2 separate regions of the Mus musculus genome follow, and region 1 is linked to region 2. Evidence: chromatin contacts called from public Micro-C data. All regions are on one chromosome and are shown on one strand. The core of a region is the stretch at or near the end of the contact, and the rest is flanking DNA. Distances in the headings are between cores, read along the strand shown.

Evidence for each region. A called contact is a pair of places that touch in the nucleus more often than the background predicts.
Region 1: a contact with region 2 is called in a Micro-C map of embryonic stem cells, with 8 times the contacts expected there. The contact joins the promoter of 4930447C04Rik here to the promoter of Pcnx4 in region 2. A contact is called at or near these places in 1 of 39 promoter capture datasets (embryonic stem cells), 1 of 484 Hi-C or Micro-C datasets (embryonic stem cells) and 1 of 115 datasets of contacts at active chromatin or transcription factors (embryonic stem cells).

Annotation. Positions count from the first base shown.
Region 1 is chr12:72,916,430-72,919,129 of GRCm38.p6, reverse strand. It overlaps 4930447C04Rik (RIKEN cDNA 4930447C04 gene), which reads left to right and starts at 1,365. Exons shown (of 18, transcript NM_029444.2): 1 at 1,365-1,422; 2 at 2,251-2,307; 3 at 2,400-2,456. The coding sequence starts at 2,259.
Region 2 is chr12:72,535,005-72,537,704 of GRCm38.p6, reverse strand. Pcnx4 (pecanex homolog 4) reads right to left here and starts at 1,348. Exons shown (of 11, transcript NM_026327.3): 1 at 1,166-1,348.

The DNA of each region.
Region 1 (2,700 bases), core at 116-2,615, 380 kb before region 2:
ATGGGACCTTCATAACTGAATGTTGATAGATTGTAAAAAGAAGATGAGGGACCAGAAGAGACCCAGTACACATGGTTGATTGATATCTTGTGGTGTGATGCCTTGCACTGCGTTGGGACTTTATTGCCGAAAGAGTTATCACCAGATGTGGCCCCTCAGCCTTGGACCTCAGGAAGTATGAGCCAAAACACATGTCATTAGAACAAAGTTAGTAGTCCGTAGATTTTAGCAATAGACAGCGAATACATTAATGCGTTCAAGTTTCTATGTTACACACTGTAAATATATTCAAATTTGTATCTATATACAAATTGTAAATATATACAAATAAATTGTAAGTTACACTTTGGTAAACCTGGAAAAATAGATTCTCACATACACAGAAAAAAGAATAAAATTTCTAAACTCTTATATCATCAAAACTTATTAGCCTTGATGGTTTGGTATCATTAATACCAGTGAGTAATATAACGGGTTATAATAAAATTGATTATGTGTGTGTGTGCGTAATTTGAGAGATTTGAGAAAAATGCTGGATGCTTTTTTTTTAATTTAATTAATTTATGACAACACTTGTTGAGATGAGTTAGGATGATAATAGTACCATTTCCATTAGAAACATAGAACTGAGAAATGGCATAGCTCAATCAGTTCAGTCCCCATTACTAGTCGATTAAAAAATAAAAATAGACCCAATTTAGGGAATTTTTTTTTTCCTTCTGTATGTTCGCTTTGGATACACAAAGTTCAAATGCATAAATTACCTAGGGACAGTAGTTTTAAAAAGAAATTTTGTTTTTCTTGTGTTAATGTCCATTTTAGTGCTGATTTTCAAGCCATTTTGTTAGTGAGGCGAGGGTAGTGTTTGAAGAAAACTAGCCTGAAGAAAGCCGTTCCTGCCGGGCGTGGTTGCGCACACCTTTGATTCCAGCACTTGGGAGGCAGAGGCAGGCAGATCTCTAAATTCGAGGCCAGCCTGGTCTACAGAGTGAGTTCCAGGACAGCCAGGGCTACACAGAGAAACCCTGTCTCGAAAAACCAAAAAAGACAAAAGAAAAAAGAACGCCAGCCGTTTCTTCTGGCACCGCTTTCTGCATCCAGCACCCATTTTGGGATTTTTTTGACCGCTCCACCTGGGGGAGCGCCCCCCCCCCACCCCGCGTCAATGTGATCTCGCGAGAACTGTGGCCTACCACGTGGTGCGCGGGGTCTCTCAAGGCCCCAGCCAAAGGGCTTAGACTCTTAAACCTCAGAAGGTCTGGTGGTGTTCCCAGAACCCCGCCCTGGGGACCCGGGGACCAGCGGATGTCCGGGGACCCGTGGGGACCCGTAGGGACCTGTTAGGTGGGCCGGGGAGGGGAGGGGACGCTGGTGGAAGAGCGGTCTGAGGAGAAAGCTGCGGGTCTGAGGAGGAGGCAGCAGGTCTGAGGAGAGGGCAGCGGGTCTGAGGAGGAGGCAGCGGGTCTGAGGAGAAGGCGGCGGGTCTGAGGAGAAGGCGGCGGGTCTGAGGAGGAGGCAGCGGGTCTGAGGAGAGGGCGGCGGGTCTGAGGAGAGGGCGGCGGGTCTGAGGAGGAGGCAGCGGGTCTGAGGAGGAGGCAGCGGGTCTGAGGAGAGGGCAGCGGGTCTGAGGAGAAGGCAGCAGGTCTGAAGAGGCCGCCGCGCTCCACAGAGCCACGTGCCAGGGCCTGGCGCCAGGGACCAGGGCCTCCGCTGAGGGGAGCATCTGCGGAAGGGGCCATGCCCTTGGGCGGATTCCTGGCATGAATGCAGGAGTGGGGATGCGAAACCAGCCTGGGGCGGGCGGGGCTAGGACTGAGAGCTGTGGAAAACCTTAAAAAGCAAAAGAAAACAAAACACATGGCGGTCACTCGTCAACTTACACCATTTCTCTAGAGCCCCTTCCACGAAGGGCGCTAAGAGTTCCCCTACAGTTGACGCATAAGTTTTGGAATAGATCATAAGAAATCTAGATGTCTGGGTTCTAGTCGTTCAAAAACTCAACAGCAGTCACGAAGGAAAACTTCTAGAACTTTCCGTCTTGCGGAGCCCTTTGGGTATCCACTCAGTTGTTTATCTGGGCTCTGGAAGCGCTGGCTGGGAATTCAGCAGCTAATTGGAAGAGACTCCCTTCTCACCATGTCTTAATCCACTTACATTTTCCTTTTAAGAATGCTATACTAGAAAGGTTCTTACTTTATGTATGCTCTTTTATATATGGCTTCTGAAAGTTTTATTATTTATTTTACACAGTGTCCAAGATGAATGATAATCTGTTTGTCAGTTTGGACAGGCTTTTGTTGGAATTTGGTAGGTATAAAATGAAAATAAAGAAGAAATAGTAATTTGTATTAACATTTGACATTTAACCATGAAGAAAAATCTCAAATGTTTATTTTTAGTTTTCCAGTATGAGCAAGACATAAGTATTAAAGAAGATACGATTCAAAGAATTAATAGTAAGTAGTTTTGCATGAAATAAATATTTTAGTCTTTTGGTTTTATCTTATATAGCATAGTGCATAATTAAACTGCTTAGGGCAACTTGTATGTATGAGAGGGGGGTCTTTCTTTTGAGTAATGATGAGCTATTTATTTTAGGAGTGAATAATTGAAACAGTATTATAACAATGTTTGTATTCAACATCATTTTGTAAAGAATTTCTCAGAAATAGTCCCTTACATAAGCTCTTTTACCTTTCA
Region 2 (2,700 bases), core at 99-2,598:
ATATCTGCCTAATATACTAATAAACAATAATGAATAATACAAGCTGCAACATAAAATTCGCTAGATGCACGCACACAGATCACATGTTTTAAGGTTGTGTTTATATCGAGTATCTGAAATAATTTTGTTGAGACTAAAGATTAGTGATTGCCTACAACTAATAGCAGGAATATTGGGGAGGAGAGAGAAAAAGCAGCTAAATAGAAAAGATTTCTTTTGGAGGTAATCAAATTGCTCCGAAACCAACTTGTAGAGATGATTGTGCAAACCTGTTGAGATGCTCAAAACCAGTAAGCTGTATACTTCCAGAAAATGAATTGTATGTACCTCAGGAAAGCTCTCACAGAGGAGGATGCAAAGGTCCCCTGCCCGGGATTTTCCACAGCAGTTAATAACCAATAGGCATTTCCTAAAGGTAGGAAAGGCATAACCTGTAGCTAGCCTGGGATCCAGGCAGTTAAATCACTAAAATGGCAATATCTGTACTGGATGCTGTGAGAAATTATGGGTGATTGGGTGTGAATGGAAGCAGATATAAAATAATATGAATGCTCTCTCTCTAAACTCAGGGATTTAATGAAAAAAAAATAGAACCATAGTGGAAAAAATGAATAAGGGGAACATGAGAATAAGAGAGCATACAATTCAGAGGTCTAATAAATAACGAATGGGATTCATTTTTAAAAATTCTGGTCTTTGACACGCAAAGGATTATATAGAGACAGAGAAACCTGAGAAACGCGCTATACATATCCAGGAGGCCAAGAATGAACAAATTTTGGTCAGGAGGGCTTGAGACAGAGATAAACCAAGAAAGAGTGATCTTACCTAAGGGGCATAGGCCATGAACTTGATTAGAGTAACATGGCCATCCCTCAGCAGGGCCAAAGGGCCATTCTCCATTTCACAGAGGCCTCTCAGAAATAAAACGTAACTCCACGGGCTGCAAAAGTATTCTCAGTCACATTAAAGCCAAACTGGATCACTACCTCGATCAACTCAATTTGCTCAGTACATTAAAAAGAGCAATAATTGCATTTAAAAGCTGTTTCATGGAGAGCGAAAGATGTTTCTTGAGGTATTAAAAGGTGAAGGAACCCAGTAGTACCCAGGGGTGGAAACTAAGGCAGCAACGAAGTCTCAGGTGTGTTGGGGACGGACATACCTGGAGTCACCGCAGGGGAGAGGCGACGCGAGGGCGTCCTGGGACCACATCTCCCCAGCTGAAGTCGGTTGGGAACTCCTGCCCGAGGATGGATGCGGGCCCCGCCAGCAGCTGACCGGAGGCCTCCAGGACCGCTCCCGTTCCCATGGCTAAGATCAACTGCGCTCGTGCCTCCCAGGGGTCAGTGCGCACGCGCGCTCGGAGGCGGGGCTGTGCGTCTCGTCCCGCCCCCTGCCGCCTGGTTCTGCCGGAGGCGGATTCATGTGTGCGGCACAGCAGCGCAGGGTAGGCGGGGTTTCCTCCGCGCAGGGCCGGGCGGGCTAGTGTTGTGGGAGACGCCCAGACTTCTTCCGCACTGGTGCTCTGGTTCTTGAGCGGCCTAAGCACCACCTCTGAACTCTCACCCGGGCCACGCCCAGACGAAGGAACGTGGTTGCCTTGGTGACGAGTCCATCGTTTGGCAACCTCGAGGCTGGAGAGCTGGATGACTTGACTGTCTCTTGGGGAGCCTAGGCTTTCCAAGATTGGCAGACCCGTGACTCAGAAGTGCAATAAAAGTCCAATCCCCCAGGGTTCGGATACCTCCATTAATGACTACAGAACTAAGGCCATTCAAACAGCCTCAGGGATGGGAATGTTTTTAAATGGTAACATGTGCCTGTTATATTTATATTTTTGCTCTTAGTATTATAGTACTTTGGGCACATTATAAACTATATCCATGTAAAATAATGAACCTGTCTGTGGCAGCGAGCCAGGGCCCAGGGACACAGGTTGTAGATAGTCACCCTAGCAACTGGATTTTTTTTTTTTCAAGAGATCTCCATTCAAGTGAAGTTGGGATTCTTGAATTTGCCACAGGAAAAAAATTCCAGGGCGAGCCTGTATGAAGCAGAGTTGGAGTCTACAAGTGATTTTTTTTTTTTTTTTTTTTTTTTTGGTTTTTCGAGACAGGGTTTCTCTGTGTAGCCCTGGCTATCCTGGAACTCACTCTGTAGACCAGGTTGACCTCGAACTCAGAAATCCGCCTGCCTCTGCCTCCCGCGTGCTGGGATTAAAGGCGTGTGCCACCACGCCGGGCTACAAGTGATTTTAATATAAAATAGAGGGACTGATAGATGTGCTCAATGACAGCGTAAGACACATCAAAGTGTGGGGACTTCCACTTTGCATGTTACGTATACAGTGTTGGTGATGTCTGAGGTTATGTAGGAAGCTCTGCTAAGGAAGTTGAGTGATATCAGAAGGTTCCTGAATTTGGATCGGATTACAACTGATAAAGTAAAAACAGTGTTTTGAAAAATATGTTTATAGTCTTGTTTGGAGAGTCCCAAATACTTTCAGGTTTACAAATACTTAAGAAAGGTGTGAGGTCATAAATACTTAGGCCTTAAGCATGGCTCGCAGGTATTTTTCCATTCTTATTTGAAATGATTCTACATGAAAGGAATACTGCCTTTTTATAGGTAACCTTCACAGAATATTATAACTATGCTGACTCTCTTCACTTGCTGGATTACTTTTTTTTTTTTTCT